3 separate regions of the Zea mays genome follow, and regions 1 and 2 are each linked to region 3. A link is a contact called in public Hi-C data. All regions are on one chromosome and are shown on one strand. The core of a region is the stretch at or near the end of the contact, and the rest is flanking DNA. Distances in the headings are between cores, read along the strand shown. Region 1 holds the start of LOC100285089 (ubiquitin family protein). Region 2 holds the start of LOC100383560. Region 3 holds the start of LOC100384258.

Region 1 (4,566 bases), core at 1,081-3,580, 250 kb before region 3:
GAGACTTGATCCTAGCACATATTTGAGACGCACCCAGGTTTAGCCCTTAAATCCGGGTGTGACATCCTTGGCGCGTGCGTACCATAGAATCTTGTTAATGATTGTAGAACATGGATATATAATTATTCTTTTTTAACCAAGACCGGTCTACGTGATGTTTAGAAGTCATAACAAATGTATGTATACTTAACTAGTATAATAATAAAGGAAGTAATGAAAAACTATAGCGAATGGATAAATGCTTGTACTTGTGATGTTGTGTTTGCGTTGGTTAAGTATAGGAAGTGTTCATTGTCTTCTAGTGGTATTGATTTCGTGTGCCCATTGACGTATAAATAGCTGGCGCTTGAGTATGGTCGTTTACAACGTCTTCCTTTTATTGTTTAGATCGTTGTCATGTGGCTTTGGATTGTCTTGTGCTATTTTCCGTCATGTTCATACATATGCATCATGCATCTTATTTAGAACCTAGAGATGATGATCATGCAGAATGAAGGACGTGAAGTGGAGCTGACCATAAGACAAAGTCGTTCAACATCCTAAAGATGGATAGACTGAACAAATGATGATCGCCAAGTGAGTACCCTCTAACAAACACTAACTACTATTGGATTCCAGGCAAGCCCTAGTTTTATGCATAACCGTTATATATATATATATATATATATATATATATATATATATATATATATATATATATATATATATATATATGCTATTTTACTGCAATTATTGTTTGTAGGTTTGTATTGTGCACTTAGGTGTAGGAGTTGCTTGGAACCCTAGATGCATGAGCTCAGGTTCCCTTGAGATGAATACTAGTATGCTAGGATAAATAGCTGCTATGCTGAATAGGGATCTCGGTACAAGTCGAGTGATTTTTCTAGCACTCGCACCAGGTCAGGAATTGATTGCATTCATTTTGATAACGAGAATTATGATTATCTGTAGACGCGGATCCTTGGAGGATTCCTTGTCTACGAGATGGAATTGGATTAAGGATTAACGTGTGGATACTTGTGTCAAGCGTTTGAACGTACTAAACATATACCGAGAAATATGAGTGAACCTGCCCGTCGGGCAGACTTTCCCCCTCACTAGTCCTGAGATGGAGTCTCCCATGCTAGCAATGGTGGATACAAGTGTGGTCACCGCACGGCTTAGTCCTCGAAGGTGGAGCATTGCAGCCATAATATTGAAATGAGATGTAATTTCAATTCTATTGTTGAATGTCACAAAATTGGAGTTTAGAATTATGCGATCTAATTCCACGCAATTCAAAGGGGTGACACTCTATTTTGGGAGAGAGAGTTTTTAGTTATAGTCCAATTCCAAGGAATTGAGTCTCTGATTTCAAATCTCAATTCCATGTGCAATCGAATAACAAAATTCAGAAAACCTAATTCCAATTTCTAATTCTATGCTCCAATATCTACATCCAAACGGTGTATAACTTTTTCTTTGTTCCAAGGGTCGTGAAAATTTTACAAATGTGGATATATAATTATTATACCATTTTATTTTGTCCGCAACAACAAGAGCCGAGACTCAGGACATGTTTGGGAACAGAGTATTTTCTTAGCCCCCAAGACAATACCGCAGTATTTGAGTATACCATGGTATTTTAGACCAAAAGGTGTTTGGAAGCCTAACTAGAAACTATATATATTTTAAATCATGGTTTCACCAATACCATGATAGTTTTGGGTCTAAAAAATTTGGTCTAGACCAAAGTTTTTCTCTCGCACGTGTCTGCAGTCTACTATCCTCTTACGCTGCAACTAAAATATTGTCTATAAACAGGTGTTGAATTGGACTAATGTAAAATATGCCATAGTTATGTCATTACGTATAGTAAACTATGGTATTATGAGCGTGTTTGGCATGATTCTGCTCCAGTCAAGAGCAACCATACTCCAAAACTCTGGATGAAATAACTCTACTATAGAGTTTAGATTGCTTTCTGATAACCAGTAACAAAGATGGATAAGTAACTCCAAATTATATGTTTAGGTTGCTCTTTAGAATTTTTGAAGGAGCAAAATAGATACTTAAAATGTACTTTAACTCAAAAACTCTATAAAATTTATAACTCTCGAGTTAGAGCGTTTGACAAGCTTTAAATAACTCTTCCGTAGAGTTTTGTTTGGAGTCCTTGTAAACCGTGGTTCGAGAAAAAATGTTCCCAAACCGGCCCTCAAACGCAAGGTGCTCAAGGCAAGTATCGCCGTCGCCGGGAACCCAGCAGTGACGTAGAAGTTTCCAGAAGTTTGCACACACGCGCTCCCCAAGGCCCCAAATACTCCCTGACGCCCTTACCCTCACAAGTCGCAGCCAGGTCTCTCTGTCCGCCGAAGTCCTCCCTCGTCGCGAGAGACGAGTCGCGTTCCTGTTCGCCGCCCCCGCCGCCCATCTCCCAATCCGGACTCAGGAGATCGACTCCTCCTCTCGGTGAGTACCCTAGCTTGCTCGGGCGGGTTTGTCGGAGACCTTTTCGGAGCTCGAGTTGTTCCATGGGGCCCGGTTCCTCGCTGCGTCCCTTGGCGGTCGAATCCAAATCTCGCATCCTCTCCATTGGGTTCGTTCCGTTGGGTTAGGTTTTGTGTTTAATGCCGCGGGACACTCTGATAAACTTCTCGAATCTACTCGTCCGTGTTGCGATCAGGTTGAGGTTGAAGGGGAAGGAACTAGAAGGCTACTCAAGGGTACGAGCTTGTCTATAGACCCATAAACAGTTGAGTTATCCGTGGGGAGGTTTGTGGCGCCTGATCTGCGTAATCATTATTTTCCTCTTGCGCAGGATGGCTGAGGATGCTTCTCACGGGGCCAGCAGCTCGACTGTGATACCTGCTGATGGTCCAGAGTCTACCATCGAGATCAACATCAAGACCCTGGATTCACAAGTCCACAAACTTCGCGTGGATAAGAATGTGAGAATTCTCCTGCCTCCTTCACATTGTTTATGTGTGTCTATCTGCTTATCGGCTTATTTGCTACCGAACTCGACTCCATAGAAACTCTATCCACGACTCTGTGATCCTTTCAGTTACGGTTAGCCATTAGGTGGCGTGCAGATGTTAATATGTGTGTTATGCAATGGTTCGGGAGAGCAAGTAATAACCGCCTCATTTTTAGGCGCCTGTTTCCGTTCTAAAAGAGAAGGTTGTTGAAGCGACTGGAGTTCCATTGGATCAGCAGCGCTTGATTTTTCGAGGAAGAGTCTTGAAGGATGACCACCTCCTATCAGAATACCGTATCCTTTCTGTTTCTGCATCCTGTGTCGGGAAAATTGAAGTGTATACTTGATCCATCTGCATCTTTGTTTCACTTATTCTTTTTGTGAGTCATACTGTGTAATAATCCCTCTGTCCAAGTTTGAGAGGCGCATGAGATCTGAAAAAGTTCCCAAATTTTGCGGGCACACGAGCTGTTGGATGCAGTTTTCTCTCAGGTCCGACACACTCGTTTCTTGTACAAAGTAAAATAAATGCAGTCCGATGCTTGGTCTCCTTCCAAACTGTCCTTGCTCTTGTTTCCCACGGTTAGAATGTACGGCAAGCAGTGAAGAAACGGATTTTTTTTGCTGAGAGTTAACAGATTAAGGGGAGTTATTGGTAATTACTTGGTCTTGGTGAAATTTTCTTGTAAGCCCGTGAAACTTGGATGGAAGGAGTATTTGGTTGCCTATTTCCTTGTTACATTTTCTTCCAGTATTTGCTTAGTTATTTTCTGTGTACAATTAGGACATAATTTATTTTTCTTGCACTGTAAGGACTAAGGTTAGGGCAATTTGATGACATTGAGAACGAGAGGATTTTCTTGTAAGTTGTTCCATAAGGTTTTGTTTGGGTACTCTAGTATTCACCCTAATCCACATGTATTGAGGTGGATTGTAGTGTAAATTGATTTAATTTACACCCCAATCCACCTCAATACATGTGGATTGAGGTGAATACTAGAGTACCCAAACGAGGCCTAAGTGGTTTTAATGCCTTTTTAAGTGGATTCCCATTTAATGTTACAATCTTACGTGCAACTCTGTAGGCCTATGCATTCTGGAGGCTGTGCTAGATTAATGGTTTCCATCACCTTCACATTTATTTCTAGTCCAGTGCTCATTTTTGTATTTTTTTCTTCTATTTTTTCCACTTGTAACGGCCATGCCTAGTGCTGACGGCTCCCACATGAGTCGGGTGTGGGGAAGGAAAAACCAAGGCAAGCCTTACCCATGCATTTTTGCAGGGAGATGCGTCGAACCCAGGACCTTCGGCTCAGTGGAAAGGCTTCTCACCACTGCGCTAGGCTTGTCTTTTCTATTTTCCCACTTGTATGGTTTTAAAATGCTTTGCTGTGTCATTTACCATTCCTATGTGTTTGTTAGTTTGTTTCTCTCCATCCAAATTCTGTCACTTGTATCCTTAACAACCACAAGATTTGGAGGATGGGTATACATTGCATCTGGTTGCTCGGCGTGCAGCAGAGGGCCAGACTTCTTCTGGGGCTTCTGAAGGAAACACAAATGCTAATGGTAAGTCATAATGCTGTTTTTGTGACAGCTGGCTACAT
Region 2 (4,591 bases), core at 884-3,383, 150 kb before region 3:
TACTCAGCATGCATTTTAATTGCGATGACGTTATGTATGTTGATCTAGATGGTCCTAACCCAAGCAGCCCAACATCAGCCAGCTGATAGGCAGTATACACAAGAGCAGGGATAAGAGAAGTGGAATAGGAATATAGGATAATAGATCTTTCTTCTTGCTTTAGGTGGGTATATCTACACTCCTCTCCTCTCTCCTTATATATAGAGGTTTACTTGACACCTAAGCAAGAGACCTTTAGGTCTAATTAACCATGACACAAATTGGCCACACTGCCAAACCTGGCCAAATAGGCCTAGCCAACTACCGATGGCAATAAAACTGCTGATGAATAGTTATGAGTAACTAAAGCAACACTTTCTTCACCGTGCACAATTAAGTGAGCCTGTCAGAGCAACTTAACAAGACCACAGCACACATGGCCAGAAACTTGAATGTCAGAATTTTAAAGATGTCACTTCATGGAAAACTATTCCAAGTAGTGAAATCCGGTAGCATACCAATAAATTGGACAAGTTATGTATAGTACCTGACACTTGCCAGCTCTTTGGTCTGTTCTCTGAGAAGATCTTGATTTGCCCACACCTGACAGAAAGAGACAAAAAAAATATGTCGAGACATTTTTCATTTCTTCTTGCCGTGAAGATTGCAAAACGTAAAATGAAGAACACTAACCGTTTGATGATCAATCTTCAGAGCATTTAGTTCTCTATCCTTGTCATTGAGTTTCATTTCTAATTCAAGAATGTACTGCTCCCGCTCATGCAATTGCTCCTGTTCAATACAGGACATCAAAATTATTCTCAAATAAGGACCAGACAACCCCAGGGCAATCGGATGTAACTGAATTAAGCAATGTAAGCAACAAGAACATGAAATCAAAACAATAATAGTAGTGATGTTTTATAGAAGCTACTCAGTGTCTTATCGTTATACAGACAAAAAAGAACTGAGAACAATGCATCACATAAATGTGCTGAGCATTAACTGCTAATGAAATTTGTCCATCAGCAGATATGTTACAAAGCACAAGGATGCCAACAGAGACTCTCCACCAGCATGACATGAAATTGTTCAGCCATTTCAATGTCCACACTCAACACTACAATTCAACCAGTGAAAGGTGCTTGGCCGTCCAACCCCTTCAGAAAAATCAAAATCATGGAAAAACAAGCAGTGCTGCTAGCCAACCCATCTCCAACTGGTAAGTGAATCACACTCTTATTTGAGCTGGGTACTGGTAGAGAAACACTGAGCTCAGAGCAAAAGGAACAACCTTGATCTTTGCCACAGCTGCAGCATGCTCCTTGGCAGCAGCCTGGAAGCTTTGTTGCGCCTCGATGATCTGCGGGTGTGCAATGGCCTGCGCACGCAACTCGATCTCGACTTGCTGCAGCTCCTCCCGCTGCCGTGCGACACTTTGCAGGCGCTGCTGCAGGATGTCCTCGCTGAGCCCTCCGCTCCCATCAATAGTGATGGTACAGAAGTCGCCCAGTCCACCCGCCCCTTCCTGCAACCACAACACCCCAAAGCGGTCATCCCCAACGTGCCCACGGGCGGAAACCAAGCCGCAGCAAGAGATTCTGAAGAGAGAGAAAAGGTTGCATTTTGTGCGACGCGCGAGCAAGCAGGTAAAGATTGCGGGCACCTCGTAGATAGCTCGTTCCTCCGACTGCCCCAGCTTCCCATGCTCCGCGGCATCCTGAACACGAAACAACGACAGGGAGTGAGTTGGGAATTGGGATGGTGGTTGGAGTGAGGGTTTTGTGTTGTCGGGGGAGCGGCGACGCTGGCCTACCTCGGCGCCATTGGAGCGGAGCGAGGAGTCGGGGACGGCGCGCCACTCCTTGCGCGCCCCCGCGGGCTCCATCTGCGGCGGGGCGGCCCTCACCTCTCCGGCTTCCCTGCGGAATCGGGATCTGGAGGAGGCAGCTAGGGTTTGGCTCGCGGCGCCGCGGGGGCAGCCCGAGCACGACAGCGCACGGGCAACGACGGCGGGGGTAGAGGGCTGGGCTAGGGTTTACGGGCAGCGAGAAGGACGGCGATCGGGTAGACGGCTAGACGGGAATTTGGGTGGGGGGATTCGGGATTCCTACGGGAGTGGCGTGCGATCGAGGGAAGGAGGTGAGACTGGCCCGGGGTCCGGGGATAGTGGATGTGCGTGCGTGTGGGTCGTTATGTAGGAGGGGAGTTAATTGGCTTTGTAACATCGCAAGGCTTCGCCAGCTTAATACGCCGCATGCGAGCTTTATCACTTTGGTACAGTTAAACTCACGCCCACTTTAACCCTGTTGGCGCCACAGTAAGAGTGCATGGTTCTTTTTTGGGAAATTTGGATTCATACCATTAAAAGATCACCACTTTGGATCCATACCATTACTATCTCACTTACATGTGGGTCCACATGAGTCAATGACATGTGGGGTCCATGGTATATATCTAAAGTTTGGATCTTTTAATGGTATAGATCCAATTGTTCCTTCTTTTTTCTAACCAACTTTTTTAAGAATCTTACCGTTGAGAGAATCTCACTATTAGAGATGGCAATGGGTACCCGCTACCCGAAACCCGATGGGTTTTTGCTCTATTAGGGTTTGGGTCTATTTCTGTACACATGGGTTTGTTAACGGGTTCAATGGAAACCCAACGGGTACGTGGGCATGGGTTTGTTCTTCCACTACCCATACCCGCAAACCCATGGGTTTTTTAAAACCCGCCTTAAAATTATCATTCCTTATAAATATGTCTCATAATATTATTAATTGAATATGTTCTAATTGAAATAAACTTCATGTAACAAATTTTAAGCTAAAATTAGTTATTACATGTTCCTTTTATCCTAGCTTATTAATGTATTGATTGTTATTTACATGATGAATTATTTTTTATGTTGATGTTAGTGGGTATGGGAAACCCGTTGGGTACCCGAAACCCGCATGGGTATGGGTTTGGGCAAAATTTTATACCCGTCATGGGTATGGGTTTTTTAGCGGGCGTATTTTTTCTTCGCGGGTACGGGTTTGGGCAAGTAATACCCAGCGGGTTTTTACCTGTTGTCATCTCTACTCACTATGGTAAGAATCTAAATATCATGGGGATTATATGCGTAGAAAGATAAAGTTGTCTAAATGGTCCAGGATCTAAAAAGCGATGGATTTCTATTATCATAACGACTCGACCGATTATGTGTTAATGTTGATTTTGGACGGTTTTTACCAAAACGGTTCTTATAGAAACAGGCTGAAAAGCTGGAGCGTGGCAGTCTGAATCAGCTTTTGGTGGTCAAAAGCTGAAAAAAAACTCAAAGAAACAGGACGTAGGTGGTCAGCCAAATGCCAACCCTAACTCGCCTCATCGTATCCCCTCCCCATTTCCATTTACCACGGCGTTGTCAAGTTCCTTCTCTCTTCCTCCGATGGCTACTATGACGAGGTGGAATAAATGTCTGGTGGTAGACGTTAATGTCGAGGTAGACCCGTCGCACTTGGATCAGACCAACGTCGCCGACGATGCTCTACAGCGGGGACAAGGGCCGCGCGCAGGATACTTTGGTCGTCTTCGAACGCGCTCTGGTGCATAAGTGTAGCTTCGCATCAAGGGCCTTCCGCTACACCGACATCGAGAGGAGAAGCAACCGTCAACGTCGACCCGAGTGCACGTCGTCTTTGGAGGCTAACCATGGGGCCAGGTGGGCTCGCCTGCTTCCACTGATCGTGAACCTAGAGCAATTGGTGCTGGCGAGTCAACCTAGGCGAGAGGATTTCTCGTCATAGCTGCTGCGCCACCACGGAACCACAGAACGCGTGGGCAGAGCAATACAATGTCCTAAATTCAGGTAATACGGCCATATATGTATTCACTTTGACCTCCGCATTGTATAGCATCAATCGGTTTCATGTTTGGGGAAACAAGGCACCTGTATGGCTTCTCCGGCCATGGCATCCGCCGTGCGGGGCATGGTGCCGCCGTCTGCGCACGGGAGCGCCGCCGCTCTAGTGGTCGAAAGGGAGGAGAACATCGTGGTCCATTGGATCTGAATGGACGGTCTCTGATTTAATGATCACGTACCCCTTCGACCCATTAGATCGTAGATGTTGATCTGGAAGCCAACGGCTCAAGATTAGTTGAAGCGTGGAAGGATATGGGACGTGGATCTTAGATCCAAGTGCCCATATAGCATACCGAATCATTTATTGATACATCTAATATGCACCGCCGGATGGTGATCCTACGGCTCAGGATCATGCATACCACTTCGACCGTGTTTCTTTTGCTAAAGGACCCCTGCTGCTTTACTAAATCAACCCGCACTCCACAACAGTTCAAAAGTAATTATAGTTTAGTCCTTTTCTTTATGAGTTTGATCCTGTGAAGATTTGAATTAGGATCCGCAGTCCATTCCTAATAAGACGAAATAAATAAAAACCTAGGAAATTGATTTTTAGTATCAACATAAATCAAGAAGCTTAGAAAATTCATATTTTCTATTTTAACTATTATTTAACCTGTTCAAGTTGCATTATTTTCATATTAATATTTTCTATGCAGTAATAACATTATTTCGTCAGGCCATCCAATCTTTATAATGACACTT
Region 3 (4,224 bases), core at 1,203-3,702:
AAGAACGGCCTCAGGAACTCGCCAGCTTCGGGAATCTCCAACGGCTAGTCCGCTATAATTCACCGGACATGTCCGGTGTGCACCGGACTGTCCGGTGCAATTCCGGAGCAACGGCTATTCGGCGCCAACGGCTACCTGCGACGCAATTAATGCGCGCTCTGCGCGCGCAGAAGTCAGGCGCGCCCATACTGGCACACCGGACAAGGAACAGTGCATGTCCGGTGTGCACCGGACATCCAGGCGGGGCCACAAGTCAGAAGCTCCAACGGTTAGAATCCAACGGCAGTGATGACGTGGCGGGGGCACCGGACATGTCCGGTGTGCACCGGACTGTCCGGTGCGCCATCGAACAGGCAGCCTCCCAACGGCCACTTTTGGTGGTTGGGGCTATAAATACCCCAACCACCCCACCATTCATTGCATCCAAGTTTTCCACTTCCCAACTACTACAAGAGCTCTAGCATTCAATTCTAGACACACCAAAGAGATCAAATCCTCTCCAAATTCCACACAACGCCATAGTGACTAGAGAGAGTGATTTGCTTGTGTTCTTTCGAGCTCTTGCACTTGGATTGCTTTTCTCTTTCTTGATTCTTTCATTGCGATCAAACTCACTTGTAATTGAGGCAAGAGACACCAAACTTGTGGTGGTCCTTGTGGGAACTTTGTGTTCCAAGTGATTGAGAAGAGAAAGCTCACTCGGTCCGTGGGATCGTTTGAGACAGGGAAGGGTTGAAAGAGACCCGGCCTTTGTGGCCTCCTCAACGGGGAGTAGGTTTGCAAGAACCGAACCTCGGTAAAACAAATCCACGTGTCACACTCTTCATTCGCTTGCGATTTGTTTTTCCACCCTCTCTCGCGGACTCGTTTCTTTATTACTAACGCTAACCCGGCTTGTAGTTGTGTTTATATTTGTAAATTTCAGTTTCGCCCTATTCACCCCCCCTCTAGGCGACTATCAGTTCTCCACATGTAGATGAGTGTTATCGTCATAGATATGATGTTTGTCATCAATCTTTGTTTCTAAACATCCTATTAGTTATTATTTTTTGCAGGTGCTTCTCCCCAAGAATCCATTTGCTCCAACATTACATTTTAAAACACCCATTGAAGCTCAATGTCCGCCTAAGTCCATATATGCAATTCATGATAGCAAGTTCTTCTGTTTATTGGCAACACCCTAGTGGAATGTCGCCTCCATGGCCACCGCAGAGCGGTGGTGACCGAAGAGATAGCGGCAGAGGCGTCCCTCGTGGGCTCTACTCCTATCTTGAGGTATGAAGTCTTTATCTTATGAGATGAGATAAGAGCCTGTGTTATTGTTCCAGTATAAGGTTTATAACGACATTGGTTGTACCATCTGTTTTTGCGGTAACTTATTTTTTTTATCATGCAATGCATGTGACTTGAAACTTTATGTTAGCCTTGTGTTGCTTTCTGCCTTAATGCACCTGTAGCAGTGTACTGATGACATTCTTGTGGACTCTAAAGTTTTGTTCGTCTAGAATGGTAATTTTGTTGTCATTCATCTTAGTGCAACTGACGCTAGATTTAGAATGGTAATTTTGTTGTCATTCATCTTAGTGCAAGTGACGCTAGAGTACATCTAGCATCTGTTTCTAATTTACAGGTTTCTATATTTTTGGAAAAAGGTTAAACGTCTGGCATAGAGTATATTGCTACTTAACAATAACATTCAAATGTTGTTGTATGGCACCAACGCTTCATGGTAACATATAGTATATTGCTACTTAAAATGATTGTCATAACATCCATTTAAATGATATATAGAAACCATAACAACGCACGAACACCTAACTATCATATATAGAAGTCTGCATAGTATTTATGGTTGCAATGTAATGGTCTTTTACAACACATGTACACCCGCCTAGTATATCATATATATATATATATATATATATATATATATATATATATATATATATATATATCCCATGAATCATGTTGAAAACAAGCAAATCCCACCTATTTACCATAAAAACAAATCCAATTTGCAACCAGAAATTGAGGCCCCACGAGGGCGATTGTAAAATCGCAGTCCACCCGATCACGGAGCAAGTCAAGACCCCATGTGGAGAGTGGGAGGAAGCGTAGTCCACGGTCCACGTCCATACCAGATGGTCCGACCCAAATTAAGTAGCCCCACTAATTGCGGCGCCAACAATCATCGACGACCGAACCCCACAGCCAAATTTCCCGGAATACCCTTCGGCCGGACTCGATACGCATCAGGCGTGAGCGATGTGAAGGGAATAAATAAGCGCTGGAAAGGAGGGACTGATTGGAGATTTCCACCAATAGGATCACGCGTCACGTAACCCCCGCGTAGGGCCACACATGCACACGCGAATGGCGAACCCACCACCGATTAAGCCCTCCAGAAGGAAAATTAAACCAGGAAATTATCGATTGCTTCTGTCAGTGTGTGCGTGTTTTGTTTCTAGTGATAGCTTTGCTCTTGCTCGCTCTCCTCGCCTGGGCGACTGGACTCCGTGTGCGCCTCCTCCTTCATCCACTGCGCCATCTCCTCCAGCTGCAGCAGGCCGGCGCGGCGTTGCCTCCGCTTGCTCCCCCCTCGCGCTCGCCGCCGGCATTCCGGCAGTTCCAGCTCCGGACGTTCCAGAGTGTAGCGCCGCGATGGGTGACCCGAGCGCCTCCGCCGACCCCGCCGCCGCGCGCCACCACCTCTCGCCACAGCTCGCGGGGCAGCCGCCGGTGCCGCGCTCGCCGGCCCCGCTCGACCTGGCCTCCGCCGCCGCGGCGTCCGGGCACCGCCGCCTCTCGCCGTCGCTCCGGCCGCCGGCGCACCCGCAGGCGCGCCTCCCGTCGCCCTACGGCCAGATCTCTTCGCCAGGCGCCGCCGCGCACCACGCGCTCTCGCTCTCCCAGCCGCTCTTCTTCTCGCTCGACTCGCTCCCGCCGCCGCCGCCGCCGTACGCTGATCTGGGCGCCGCGCCCGCCGTGCCGGCGCCCTCCCCGCCGCCGTCGACCTCGGACCCGCCGCCGCCGCTCGGCCTGCCGCCCAGGAGGTCCGGCCACCGCCGCTCGCAGAGCGACATCCCCTTCGGCCTCGCGCAGCTCAGCCCGCCGCTGCCCCCGCCGGCACCGGTCAAGCGCGAGGTCGCCACTGCGGCCGAGGGCGGCGACGGCGATGACGCCGCCTTCTTCGACCTCGTCAACGCCTACATGGACCTGGACGGTCTGGACCCGCTCAACTCCTCTGAGGACCGCCACGACGACCGCGACAGCCGCGCCAGCGGCACCACGCGCGCCGGGAGCGCGGCGGAGAGCAGCGAGAACGAGGCGGAGAGCCAGTCCACGTCGGCGGACAGGAAGGACGGGGGCAAGTCCCGCCATTGTCGCAGCCTGTCCATGGACAGCTTCATGGGCAAGCTCAACTTCGCCGCAGGGGATGAGTCTCCAAAGCTGCCGCTGCCGTCTCCTCGTGCCAGTGGCAGCCTCACTAGGAGCGGGAGCGGCTCACTGGAAGGTGGTGCTGTCGCGCTGTTTGACATGGAGTTCTCCAATGGAGAGTTTACTGAGTCCGAGAAGAAGAAAATCATGGCGAATGAGCGGCTTGCTGAGATAGCTTTGACGGATCCTAAGAGGGTCAAGAGGTGTGCATTTCTTCATATACTGGGTAAATTTCTCTCATTTCCTGAAATTGGGCATTCTGACTCGTGGGATTTTTTTTCAGGATTCTGGCAAATCGGCAGTCAGCAGCAAGGTCAAAGGAGCGCAAGATGAGGTACATTCAGGAGCTTGAGCATAAGGTGCAAGTGCTGCAGACAGAGGCTACGACACTCTCAGCACAGTTGACAATGCTGCAGGTTTGTTCTCTAGAGCTGCTGGGGATTTCGATTCAACCTCTAATGTGATGTTTTTAAGTTGACCTTGCTGTGCTTGTTTGCAGAGGGACTCAGCTGGACTGGCTACTCAGAACAACGAGTTGAAAATTAGGCTGCAAGCCATGGAGCAACAAGCACAGCTGAGAGATGGTAAGCTTGTTGTGATACTCATCTGCATTGGCCCCATGTTTCCTAGTGGCAATGGATAAAAGCAAGAATTTCTTGCTTCAAAAGCTAACAAATGACTAATGTACCTTGCTTTGGTCATTCGGTTGGATTTCCAAAATTCAGTTGCCAAGTTGCTCATAGAAGTTCCTTATGCATGGATTGCTTGCTGTTGTAAATCTTGTGA

The links. A called contact is a pair of places that touch in the nucleus more often than the background predicts.
Region 1: a Hi-C map of bundle sheath shows a contact between it and region 3, with 2.3 times the contacts expected there. The contact joins the promoter of LOC100285089 here to the promoter of LOC100384258 in region 3. A contact is called at or near these places in 4 of 25 Hi-C or Micro-C datasets (bundle sheath, ear, leaf and 1 more).
Region 2: a contact with region 3 is called in a Hi-C map of leaf, with 8 times the contacts expected there. The contact joins the promoter of LOC100383560 here to the promoter of LOC100384258 in region 3. A contact is called at or near these places in 10 of 25 Hi-C or Micro-C datasets (bundle sheath, ear, endosperm and 5 more) and 2 of 3 datasets of contacts at active chromatin or transcription factors (leaf and seedling).

The regions. Positions count from the first base shown.
Region 1 is chr4:200,631,049-200,635,614 of Zm-B73-REFERENCE-NAM-5.0, forward strand. It overlaps LOC100285089 (ubiquitin family protein), which reads left to right and starts at 2,331. Exons shown (of 18, transcript NM_001157984.1): 1 at 2,331-2,451; 2 at 2,666-2,705; 3 at 2,801-2,930; 4 at 3,136-3,253; 5 at 4,433-4,528. The coding sequence starts at 2,802.
Region 2 is chr4:200,726,633-200,731,223 of Zm-B73-REFERENCE-NAM-5.0, forward strand. It overlaps LOC100383560, which reads right to left and starts at 2,134. Exons shown (of 16, transcript NM_001176208.1): 1 at 1,796-2,134; 2 at 1,646-1,699; 3 at 1,274-1,507; 4 at 673-771; 5 at 527-582. The coding sequence starts at 1,867.
Region 3 is chr4:200,878,868-200,883,091 of Zm-B73-REFERENCE-NAM-5.0, forward strand. LOC100384258 reads left to right here and starts at 2,453. Exons shown (of 4, transcript NM_001176824.1): 1 at 2,453-3,641; 2 at 3,722-3,854; 3 at 3,938-4,022. The coding sequence starts at 2,662.